Regions from separate parts of the Cricetulus griseus genome. Here all the other regions are linked to region 3. A link is a contact called in public Hi-C and Micro-C data. All regions are on one chromosome and are shown on one strand. Each heading gives the region's core, a stretch centred on a gene start, on an enhancer-like site or on the middle of the called end of the contact. The rest is flanking DNA. Distances are from core to core; before and after follow the strand shown. Region 1 holds the start of Bcl2 (apoptosis regulator Bcl-2). Region 2 overlaps Bcl2 (apoptosis regulator Bcl-2). Region 3 overlaps Bcl2 (apoptosis regulator Bcl-2).

Region 1 (3,941 bases), core at 690-3,189, 77 kb after region 3:
GCAGGGTGTGATCTGACCAGAGAAAGGGACTGGGACGGGGAGCAAAGCTACAAACTGGATTTTCATTCATTGGCTCATGGCTCATTTTGACCCAGGATCCACTAAGTCCCCAGCCTCTCTGCATCTTGGCTTTGAGAGCAAAGCCCAGACTCATTCAGTCAGACATGCACCTACCCAGCCTCCGTTATCCTGGATCCAGGTGTGCAGATGCCGGTTCAGGTACTCGGTCATCCACAGGGCGATGTTGTCCACCAGGGGTGACATCTCCCTGTTGACGCTCTCCACACACATGACCCCACCGAACTCAAAGAAGGCCACAATCCTCCCCCAGTTCACCCCATCCCTGAAGAGTTCCTCCACCACCGTAGCAAAGCGTCCCCTCGCGGTGAAGGGCGTCAGGTGCAGCTGACTGGACATCTCCGCGAAGTCGCGACGGTAGCGACGGGAGAAGTCATCCCCAGCCCGGCGGAGGGTCAGGTGGACCACAGGTGGCACGGGGCTAAGGGTAGGCCCAGTGGTGGCGACTATGGGCCTTAGTGGCGATGTCCTGGCAGCCATGTCCCGGTGCACAGCGGGCGTTGGGTTGCTCTCAGGCTGGAAGGAGAAGATGCCAGGGGTGGGGGCGGCGCCCAGGGGCGCGGCGTCCACATCTCCCACATCCCACTCGTAGCCCCTCTGTGACAGCTTATAATGGATGTACTTCATCACGATCTCTCGGTTATCATACCCTGTTCTCCCAGCTTGAGCCATCCTTCCCCGAAAAAAAGCTGCAGGTATATCAACAGCACTTCTCGTCCTGACTCCCGCCCCACAGCCCCAAAAGAAAAAAAAATAGTTATAATCCAGCTCTTTTATTGGATGTGCTTTTGCATTCCTGGATGAGGGGGTGTCTTCAGTTACGCGGAACACTTGATTCTGGTGTTTCCCCCTTGGCATTAGATGCAGGAAATTTTTATTCAAATTCCTTTCGGTTCTTTATTTCACGAGGCACATTATTTATTAAGCTTTGTTAATATCAGTCTACTTACTCCGCAATGCTGAAAGGTGAGGGGAGGGACGACTTGGCAAGTTAAAAACAGGTGTGTTCTTTATATACTCAGGGGAGGAAGGGCATATCCGCTACAAGTTACACACTAAAGAGACTGCATTAAACTGTTTGGAAATTAAATTTGCTCGAATGTATTTAAAGAAAAAAATCAAATGCGTCCGTTGAAAGTTAAACTAAACCAAATTCCTGTGCAAAAAACTTACTTATTTTTAAAGGACAGCATGATCTTCTGTCAAGTTTCCCCCTCTTTTTTTGTTTTGCTTTTTGGTAAAACCCAAACAAATATATAAGGCAACGACACCATCGATCTTCAGAAGTCTCCTGGTATAAGCTTCTTTGAAACTTGCAATGAGGAGGAGGTGGGGGAGAGCTAGGTAGAGTAAAATCAGGAGGGTTTCCAGATTGCGTCCCGTCCCCACGGTTTGGCTTCACTGAAAATGTCAATCCGTAGGAATCCCAACCGGAGATCTCAAGAGCACGACAGAGGGGCCGGAAAGGCAGCGGCGGCGGCAGATGAATTACAATTTTCAGTCCAGCATTTGAAGAAGTCCTGTGATTTCCCCCGCTTCTCGGCAATTTACACTCGCACACACACGCTCGAGCGCAGGCATGGATCCGTCTCCACTGGATTGCTTAAGCCCTCCACGGCAGAGACACGCGAGGGGGACGATGAAAGAGAGGGGGGGGGGGACAGGGACAAAAATCCTCTTCTGATTAAACTCCAAAAGGCCAATGCGTTTTCCGAAAAAAATGGGGTGGGGGGGAGCAGCTTGATAAATGCAGGCAGGGACGCGCCGGGGCCGCCGGGTGCCGAGCGAGCAGCCCGCGCGCTGTGTGTGGTGCGCTGCGGGAGAAGAAGGTGGTGGGGGAGGGTTTAGCCCCCCCTTCTTTTTCCTAAAAAGGATGACTGCTACGAAGTTCCCCCCCCCCGGCCCCCTCTTCCGCTGCACCCCACCGGCGCACCCCGCCTCCGGGCTGCGCACCCTTTCTCCTCCTGGGCTCCGTGCGGTGCTGGCGGCCGCGTCCTCCGGCTCACGCGGCGCAGCCGGCTCGGCGGTGACGGCTGCGGCCGGGAGGGCCCGGGCACCTCGGTGGTGGCGGCGGCTGCTCGGCGGGGACCCGGACGCAGGGCGGGAGGGCGGTCCGGGGAGGAAGGGGGCGGGCGCGGGGCTGGGGGCCCGGCCTCTTACTTCATTCTCCGCCGGAGCGCCTGGTTTCCTGTAGTACGTCATGTTCATTCAAAAAAAGAAGAAAGAAAGAGCCCTCCTCTGAGCGCCCGCCTGCCGCCTCCGCCCGCCTCCCGGGTTAAAGGCGCCGCGGCCGCCCGGGGGAGCGCGCGCCGAGCCGCGGACACTGGCCTGGGTGGCGGCCACCCGCGGCTACGCTGGGCTCGGGACGGTGGGTGGCGCGGGCCTCCCGGGCGGCCGCGGCGCGGTGGGTATGCGAGGGGCCTCCTCGGGCCTGCCGGACTGGCTGCTGGGTGGGCGCGCCCATAGCGAGGGCCGGGCAAGTGGCAAGTCGCGTGGACCCTTTCTAACCGAGTGTGGGGCATGCACAATTGCATGGATCTTTTCTAACGTGGACTATGTGCACAATCGCATGAATCTTTTCTGTGGAATGTGTGCACAGTCACATGGACCCTATCTAACCGCGTGCATGGGATATGCACAATTCAATGGACCCTTTTTTAAATGCACGTGTATTGTGTGCACAATCACTGTGTGTAGGGTGTGCACAGTCTTTTCTAACTGCATGTGTAATATGTTAATAGTCACATGGACCTTTTCTGTGTATAAAACTGTGCACAGTTGAATGGACCCTTACAAATGTGTGTGCAGTGTGTGCACAATTAGCAACTCCAAGCATGTGTGTAGTGTATCTACAATCGCATGGCCCCTTTAAACTATGTGTAGTGTGTACAGCCACATGCAGTGAGTGTATACAATCATACAGACCCGTAGCTAACCATGTGTGCAGTGTACACAAACAAAAACAAAAACACTATGTTATCAGCTCTCAGTGACCAGAGAGATTACTGACCCCAGAACCAGTGTGCAGCCGTTGGGCGAAGAGATGTGACTCCTAGCACAGTCTCCTATATATTAATTGCAAATGAAATAAATAATCAGAATAATCAAAGTTAGAATACTTGTTTGCTAGGGCTTCTTTGTCCAGACACCATTATCTGGAACAGGTTTGAGTACTCCTCTGGTTTGGAGGGCAGAAGCCCAGAGCATCAACGCATGCTTCCCTTGTTTCCTAGTCTGCTGGTAGCCGGCAGTCATTGATGTTCCTTGGCTTGTTAAAGAATAGCCAAGGGAAATCCCAAGTGGTATGTTGAATGTCGTGGAAGTCTCCAAACAGAACACATCATGAGCACCCATGCCCTTTTAACCTGCATCTCTGCAAGGCCATCTTGGTGACCAAGGACAGACCTAACTCTCAGTGGACCAGTGAAGAGCAGCATGTGTTGAGAGCTTTATAATAATTCAGTAACATTGTTTCCTCTGCCAATAGTCTTAGCACTGTGTGGAGGCTGCCCCCCCCCCAGGAGTGCTATCCATCTTGAGCAGCTGAGAGAAGATATCAAGTGGATAAATAAGTAAAGCACCAAGAAAAACTGCACACTCACAGCTCTGCAGACAGATGCACAGGGCTTAAGGACAAACGGCATGTATTGGGTAGACAAACAGGCTTGCTGGGTTATTGTTACAGAAACAAGACAGATGGCTCCTATGAAGTATATAAACACATTCAGATATCAGCTTTTCCTCCTCCCAAGTCTAAAAGATTTATTTAGTTCTTAAAGTTTTGTGGGCGTGTACATGTATGAGGTGGTGGGGAGTATATACCATGGCATACATACATGAAGATCAGAGCACAACACTGTGGA
Region 2 (4,158 bases), core at 384-2,883, 88 kb before region 3:
CCCAAGGAAGAACAGAATTCCTTGTAGGTGTCTTCTCCCTACAGTATCCAAGCCCCCATGGCCAGTTTATATAGATCCCATGCAGGCCTTCCCCCCAGCTCCCAGCAGCCAGAGTACAGGCTTCCCAGCAGTCAGGTCCTGGCCATTTGCTCTTTAGATTGTGGGCCAGTCTGGCCAATATGGAAAACAGATTGGTATCCATTGGCACAGTCTAGCATGTTGAGCCACAATTGATGCTTGAAAGTTCCTGGTAGGGTTTTCAAAGCCTGGAGTTTCAATGGAACTGTCTTAAATAAATAAATCTCTTTTTTTCTAAATAATGCAAAAAATAAATGATATTTCCCTTTGGCAGTAAATAGCTGATTCGACCGTTTGCCTGAATGTATGTGTGTGTGTGTGTGTGTGTGTGTGTGTGTGTGTGTGTGTGTGTGTGTGTGTTCAGCTTTGAAAAAAAAGATCACAACTTTGTTTTATGGTACATCGTTGACAACGCATACTGTTTCTACTGCTTTAGTGAACCTTTTGCATATTTTGGGGAGCAGGTCTGTGGACCTCACTTGTGGCCCAGGTAGGTACCCAGAGTGATGCAGGCCCCAACCAGGGCCAGGCTGAGCAGGGTCTTCAGAGACAGCCAAGAGAAATCAAACAGAGGCCTCACACTGGGGCCGTACAGTTCCACAAATGCGTCCTGTAGCGGGGATGGGGGGTGGGGGGTGGGGTGGAGAAAGAAGGACAAAAAAAGAACATTAGTCACCAAGAGAACTCAGAAGGCCTCCTCACCAACAGGGCAGTACCCTGGGCCCCCAGCATGCCAAGCAACCCCCATGATTGGAAAGCAGATTACTCAGTCAAGAAGTGTTTCCTGGCAGCCCGTATGCATGCCAGGTGCTCCTCGACTCTGCAGTGTGTAATATGTAAAGCAGACTAGAAGCGCTTATTGTACAAAGCTCTTGTGAAACAGGGCTCGACCCAAGTAACTATCACAGAGGGCTATGGATAAGAAACTGTTCCCGATAAGTAAGTCAGTAAAGGCACTGGGGAAAATTGGCAGTTTTGCTTTTTTTTTTTTTTTTTTTTGCTAGCTTAGCCATTCATAAAAAATGATAAAGCATAGTACAGGCAACATCTCCCACACAGTTTTACCGTGTTTGTACTGTATCCGGGGCACTGTTCTAGACGCCTGGCATGCATCATTTTATATATTCATACCAATCTTACAAAATCATGTTAGTTCTTCCTGTTCAGAAGATGAAAATCTTGCCTGACTGTTGGAACAGGGGCTTTCTGTCACAGGACAGCTGTGAGGGAGTGAGAATGGCTCAGCCTAACTGCCTAGATTGCTGGCTGCAGTTTTGATGAATAGTCAACCTAGCTCACTTCTAGGAATTTGCTTTTTAAAACCCTACTGAGGAAGGGGGTGGTGGAAGCCTCCAAGACTCAGAGAAGTTAAGGAATGTGTGTAGTAAATGGTAGTGTCAGGATCAGAACCCAGACCCAAGCCAACGCCCTTCGCTCTGCCCTCCCTGGCACTGGGACTCTGCATGTGTGCCACCACATCTAGCTTCACACAGTGCTGGGGGACTAAAAGCAGTTCCTTATGCTGGTGCGGCAAGCGCTTTACCAGCTGGGCTATTTTCTCAGCCCTCACATTGTTGTGAGTCAGACCTACCTCACCCGCAAGCTTATCAATCTGTCCCTTCTATCTGTAACCACCTCTGAGGATCCTGAAGTATCCTTAAAGGGGGGGATAAAGGCATGATGAGGGGAACTGCTCTGTTGTGAATTACATATTTACATGGATATTTTTTCATGAGTGCATGGTATCCTGTAAACTTTATAAACAAATTTTTATAGTGTTTCAAACTTTAGGAATTAAAAGCAATATTATGATATACGTTTGTATACAAGGTGATTAGTCATTCATTTTAAAAATAATAGGTTCCTGGAACTCTATTGACAATTCATCAGAGTTGTTGCCAATAACCATGACAAGTTTGTGCTGAATTGTCCTTGCCACCTCATAGTGGCCTTCTGACCAATGGCATTGTTTGCAAAGCTAGTTGTAGTTTAAAGCAGTGGTTCATATGAAGGACCATCTTGTAACCCAGGGGACAGTTGGTGATGTCTGAAAATATTTGGTCCTCATTACTTGGAGCAAAGGAGCTATTGGTATGTAGTGGGCAGATGTCAGGGATGTCAACATCCTGGAAGACTTGAACAACCTTTACTTGTTAGAACAACTCAGATCCAAATACCAATGGCACCAATGGCTGAGATGTTCCAGTTCACAGGACACTCAGACCCAAGGCCACAGAAGAACAAACAGCTTAGGTGAACATCAGTGGTGTTGGCCACATTAGCAAAGGGCTGGCTGAATTGCTGGCCCACAAGCAAATGCTGGGCATCTCTGGAGGGGCTAGATTAATTTTTGCCAGGAGGGGGCGCAAATGATTTCTCTTACATATCCATTGTTGAGCATGTCTAAATTTGAGTTTCAGAAAAGAGCAAAGAGCACAAATGAAACATAGCACAGTTCTCTCAGTCACAGCTCAGGTTCCACCCTGACGATTCATGAAGAAGCAGCCTTCCCTGTACATGAGGGAGACCACTGACTGGTGGAGGTAGAAGAAAGACAGCTATCACGTCCAGTGGTCCTCTCCCATCTCTTTAATAGCCATGAATGTGTGAGACCTAAAGGCCCAGCTAAAGACACCCTTGTTCCTCAGGGCATCTTTCCTGGGCTGTTTTAAATTCAGCTTCCACTGACAGGGTCAGGCTGTTCCTTGAAGTCCTTCAGTTTTCTGTGGTAAAATCTAAAACAAATGGAACTATTGGTCATGTGACCTTCATGGTTGTACAGCCATCTGGGAAAGTGACAGAAGCAGAGACAATTCTGGAGATACACAGTGCTAGGGGACTGAAGCAATGTCTCTCCAGACCCCTCCCTTTCTGGAGCTGGATAAGCCTTTTATAGCTCCACCCCTTCACAAACAACTTCAGAGAGCATCCCAGGGGTCATTTGTCAAGTGCAGTGTAAAAAAAAAAAAAAAAAAAAAAAAAAAAAAAAAAAAACCAACAACAACAAAAAAATAAAAATAAAAAAAATAAAAAAACACCTTCTGAGAGTGAGGTGTGCAAAATAAGTCCCTCCTGGCCCAAAGAGTGGGGGCAGGGTTTGAAGCCCCAAGGTCTAGGACAGCCTCTGAACTTACAGAAGGATTTGGGTGAACCAACCCCCACCTCCACTCTGAAAATCTGTCAGTTTGTGGCCTTAAGTAAAGTATCCAGGCCTGAACCTCAGCCATAGCCTTACAACTGGAGGCTACTAGGAAAAGTAACATGTTACTTAAGTTCATGTGTCAGTGTGGTCCAGAAGGGGAACAAAAACAGTAATAACAATGTGTCCTGTTGTCTGCCCCGGTGTTGGCCTTTGGTAGCTCTGCACCATCTCTACCTGCTTCTGCCCTTCTGTGGTTATGCCTACTTGCTCCTGCATGGACGCTGCTGTACAGCTCCCTAAGTAGCCATGTTTAGCTCTGAAGATGGAAGTAGCAGTAGTAATGACCCCTTGTCCCATATAGATTACTAACTAGTCCATCGGATTGTAGAACAGGGTGGTGGTGAATCATTTAATCCCTGGGGATTGCACGTGGTACCTAATCCCTGCTGAATTCAGCAGAATTCAGATACTGCTGATCTGTAATTCCAACATTCAAGGACCCTGTGGGTTCAGGACCAAGCCTCTAAAAAGCCATTTCTAGAGAGTGTCTTGCTTTCTCAAACATTCCAATTAGGGAGATTTCTGAAGTCTATTTAAATAGCCTGTCATTATTTAAGTTTGAAAGACATTTTAAAAATGCGTACTTAATCATTTTATGTATTAAAAACATCGTAGGGGCTGGAGCGATGGTTCAGGGGTTAAGAACATTTGCTACTCTTGCAGAGGACCCAAGTTCAGTTCCCAACACTTAGGTTGAGCAACTCACAACTGTCTGCAAATCTAGGTCTAGGGGATCAATGCCTATGGTCTCTGTGGGGTCTGTACTCATGTGCACATCCCCACCCCCAAATAAACATAATTTAAAATAAAATAGATATTTTCTGAGAAAAAAGCCACAAAGGTAGGAAAGGAAACCCTGGCCTTTGACACACGATTCT
Region 3 (4,221 bases), core at 1,031-3,530:
AAAGGAAAAAGAGAAAAAGAAAAGAAAAGAAAAGAAAAGAAAAAATATATTTATTAAATGAGCTGTGGGTGTTCAGTGTTTACATTATTCTCTGCACTGTTTTGCATTTTTAAGTTTCATAATTTTTGAAGGTTTTGTTGGTTTGGTTTTTCAAGATATGGTTTCTCTGTGTAGCCCTGGCTGTCCCGGAACTCACTCTGTAGACCAGGCTAGCCTTGAACTCACAGAGATCTGCCTGCCCCTGCCTCCCTGGTGCTGGGATTGAAGGTAATGTTTTAAGAGGTTGTGTGCAAATGATATTCACCTGCCCTTCTCCTCCATCTTCCTGTATTTTAGAGGTCCCATAAGAAATTGCCAATAGCCACCTTAGTTGGGTGCTGCTGACCCAATGACAACACCTCCTCTGGCCACGCCTGTGAGACTCCTCGAACTGTTGAGGGGCACAGGGCAGGATCATCATGAGCATTGTATTAAATGGCAGGGCCTGTGGCCCCCACAGTGGGCATGCGGTTTACTGTTTCAGCGCTCAGAGCCTCCTCACTCATCACACTAGGAACACCATGTCACTCACTGAGTCATTCATTTAACACTGGGAACTGCTACTTGAGGCAAGTACACTGGGGAGCTGGGTGGAGGAGACAAATCTCTGCCTAAAGAAAAGCAATGACATAATCCAATAAAAAGGGAACCAACCAGCTGCTCGGGTCATCTGATGTCTTTTCAATGGGTCTGTAACTCACTGTGGAGAAGCGGAGTCTTCACTACACATCAGCTGAGGAGGAAGAAGAGGACAAGGACGGGGAAGTGAGAGAAGAGCAGCATTCAGTCAGTAGAGTCAAGGACAGGAGTACCCCTGCAATGACATGTGACCCCAGATCTTGCCTGTGGTGGGTCTCTTACCCTCTCTGGTTCTTAGCGCTTAGTTACTTATTTGTTTTCTTTAGACTTTATCTGTATGTGCATTTATGAGTGTATGCTACATGTGTGTGGTGCTTGAAAAGGCCAGAAGAGGGTGTTAGATCCCTCTGGGGCTAGAGGCACTACTAGAGGTACTGGATGCTGGAAACTGGGAGTACACCACACATGGGCCGAGCCCTCTCCAGACCCCTTGTTTGTATTATTTGCATCACTGCTACTCTGAAACCCACTATGTAGCTGAGGATGACCTTGAAGATCTGATCTTCCTGCCTCCACCTTGCAAATGCTAGGATTACAAGCACAAGGTGCTCTTGGTTTACTGGTAGTGAAGCCAGGGCCTTGTCATGGTAGGCAAACACACCAGCTTAGCCCCTTTCCGACCTGGCTCCTTGTACTGAAAGCTAGGGAAAGAATTCATCTGGAGTCCAGTGAAATCCCAGCCTCTAGGTTCCAGGGGGATTTGGGGAGGGGATTGTTTTTAATTTTATATACATTGGTGCTTTACCTGCACATATGTCTGTGTGAGGGCTTCGGATCAGCTGTGAGCAGCCATATGGGTGCTGGGAATTAAACCCCAGTCCTCTGGACAAGTAGTCAGTGCTCTTAACCACTGGGCCATCTCTCCAGCCCCATTTGGTGATTCTTTTTCCTTTTCTTTTAAAATCTGCAGGAGCTTCAGCCTCTTCCACATGCACATGGTCAAAAGCTCACTCTCTGGCTTGTCACTTTGTTCTTTAGTTCAGTAAATACACAAAGTGCCCAGAAGTAGTATCCATAACCTGTTTAATACTCATCAATGCCATTCCTCAGGCCCCTAGCCTCCCCTCTGCCCTGTTCCATCTTGGGCTGCCTATAGACTGTTCTAGAAGGATTTCTAAGCCCCTGCAGTTAAAGGAGAAGCCAGTAATAGGCTCCATCCCATCAGAGGAGTAAACATGCTGTGGGAGTGGTCTGGGCCTGGAGCTTCTCCCAAAGCAGTACCGCATGCACATTTGAGGCTGCAAATAAGAAAGAATTTCCTGGCTGGAGGAACTGCTAAATAGCAGGGTGGGTAACCAAGGGAGGTTCCGGAATCTCCTCTTGAGATCTTTAAAACTACGATACAATCTCCCATGTCTGCGATAATTTTCTGTCCTGACTAGAGACAGATGGACAAGAAACCTCTTGGAGGCTCCTCCCCAGGCCTGTGATCTGCTCCTCCTCCCCAGGCCTGTGATCTGCCCCTTGCTGTCTCCTACTCTACACTTTGGGCTAAGCCTCCTTGGAGTCTCTTCCCCCAAGGGAAGCTCTGGGACTGCCCAACAGGCTTGTTTACATCAGTCTCTCCTCCTCACACCTCTCTCCTTGTTCTCATATGGAAAGCTGGTCAAAGGTCAGGGTTACCCAACTGCCCACACATAGTTTGGTACTAGCATCAGCCACTGGGGCAAAACAGAGGGCTGATTCTAATGGCAGGGCATCTACCCCAAGCTCAAACTCTGGGTGAGAACAGAGACAATTAGCTTTTGCTAACAATCCACTGTACATGAAAATATGATCCCACTAATTGATTTTAAATAGATTTTAAAAAGAATCCTTGGCCACATTTCATCCTGAATACAGAGTTTCAAAAGCGTTCATTCCAGGGTTGGTTTTTTCCCCTTTCCTTCTGGCTTAAACCCCAAATGGCCAAGATCCCAGTCTGAATAAACAGTGTGGGTGGTGACTGTTCTGTGGGGCCCAGTAGAGGATGCAATCACTTTCCTACCCTGCTCAGCACTAAATCATGTGAAACTAAGTGGGACGCAGAGGCTCCTCACCAAGGAACCAGGGGCAGTGGAGCATGTATGCTTGCCCAAGGAGAGACAGAGCAAAAAGGCTTTCTGGTGGCTGTGAGCATCTCATTATGTATGAAGTGAGTTGACCTCACAGGCACTGTCAGATGATCTGCTAAGGCCTGTGAATGGCATCCTAGGAATGCAGTGATGTGGGCAGAAACCCAGAGAGTTCATGCCACTGAGGGCTTTAAATGGGACACATCAGTGGCTGTCCAGAAAGCCTCCAGTGGGAACAAAACCAGAGGGTAATCAGTAATTCAATATCACCTAAGCATTGCTGGGTCTTCAAAAGTGATCCCTGGAAATCAAAACTCGGGACAACTCCCACAGGGACTGGAAGGGGGCAGGCAGCCCTGGCAATGGGAGAGTGAATGAGAAAGCCAGTCTACAGCATTATTGCAGCACTGGGTGCAAGCACGTGAATTTTCGGTCTTCCTCATTTAAGAGGCAGTGCTCTCTGACTTCCCTGCTGCTGACATTAGAAGAAAATGAGGAAGCAATCCCATTCATAAATACCCAGTGGGGCTGGAAGGAGACAGTGGAGTCTCTGTTTATTTAGACAGTTTTGATATAATGCAGCCCTCATATGTGTATGCGGTAATTATACCTACTTGTCAGTAAATGCCCTGACATGTGCTTTCCACGCAAGACGGCTGTGTCCTCCTCCTCTGCACTCTATCTGAGCAGCTTCTGCTCTCTTGGCAACCGGGCTCTGGAGAGGTTGGGAAAGGGCTGGGGCCAAGCTGCTCTCTGTTTCTCTGTGAGAGAAGGCAGGGGCTCCCAGGCAGTGCTGTCAGATGGCTAAATGCAGGGGCCTCAGGCTAGGAGGAACTTGAACTTCTTGGGCTTGGTGCTTCTTAAACCATTTCTGTTACCTTATTGGGTATCTGATAGCTTCTTTCAGTAGCTTTCTCACTAAATGCACTCACTTAATCTATCACAATATTATGCTCTGTGCGGGTAGTACTTCTGAGTTATATCCTAAGTGAAGACTGCATTGCATTAGCTCTGGTCCCTTTGGGGCTAAGAATATAAAGAATGAGTGGCTGGAATTTAGCCAACAATTTTGACATCCTGCTGGAAGTAGAACTGAAGGAATCTCACTTTTAAAGTACCTGGAATTCTAGAAGCCTTTGTCAAATCAACCAACTAAGTTTAAGTGAGAAGGTAGGCACTAATCTCAACAGTCTCAATCTGGAAAGGGGATTTGCATGTGGGGATTCTCCCCTGGGGTAGGTGGATGAACCCTTAAAGGATTTCAACAAGCCAGGAGAAGTTTACCAAAAGCTCACTTACACTTAGACTCAATGCCATTCTACAGAAGGAAGAGCTGCAATTGCCATTGACTCACACTATTGCATGGCTAGTAGTCCATAATTCTATCTTGTTTTTAAGACTTCCTTGGATGTTTGGGTGGTTCTCCTTCAAAATCCTTTGAGATCTATGGCATTTATTTTTATTTCATTGAGTGAACAGTCGTAAAAAG

The links. Hi-C and Micro-C count contacts between places; a contact is called where the count stands out from the background.
Region 1: a contact with region 3 is called in a Hi-C map of the CHO-K1 cell line, with 4 times the contacts expected there. The contact joins the promoter of Bcl2 here to the enhancer-like site in region 3. A contact is called at or near these places in 4 of 8 Hi-C or Micro-C datasets (the CHK-Q cell line, the CHO-K1 cell line and fibroblasts).
Region 2: a contact with region 3 is called in a Micro-C map of the CHO-K1 cell line, with 2.6 times the contacts expected there. The contact joins two enhancer-like sites. A contact is called at or near these places in 2 of 8 Hi-C or Micro-C datasets (the CHO-K1 cell line and fibroblasts).

Annotation. Positions count from the first base shown.
Region 1 is chr5:77,717,542-77,721,482 of CriGri-PICRH-1.0, forward strand. It overlaps Bcl2 (apoptosis regulator Bcl-2), which reads right to left and starts at 1,940. Exons shown (of 2, transcript XM_027417861.2): 1 at 175-1,940. The coding sequence starts at 936.
Region 2 is chr5:77,552,733-77,556,890 of CriGri-PICRH-1.0, forward strand. Bcl2 (apoptosis regulator Bcl-2) reads right to left here. Exons shown (of 2, transcript XM_027417861.2): 2 at 1-688. The coding sequence ends at 554. Among named protein-coding and RNA genes, the nearest start is that of Bcl2, 160 kb to the right of the region's middle. Within about 2 kb of position 1,634, at least 1 of the 6 cell types and tissues checked has open chromatin away from gene starts, as enhancers often do. A contact at or near this core is called in the CHO-K1 cell line, where this site is marked.
Region 3 is chr5:77,640,566-77,644,786 of CriGri-PICRH-1.0, forward strand. All of the region lies in intron 1 of Bcl2 (apoptosis regulator Bcl-2), which reads right to left. Among named protein-coding and RNA genes, the nearest start is that of Bcl2, 77 kb to the right of the region's middle. Within about 2 kb of position 2,281, at least 5 of the 6 cell types and tissues checked have open chromatin away from gene starts, as enhancers often do. A contact at or near this core is called in the CHO-K1 cell line and fibroblasts, where this site is marked.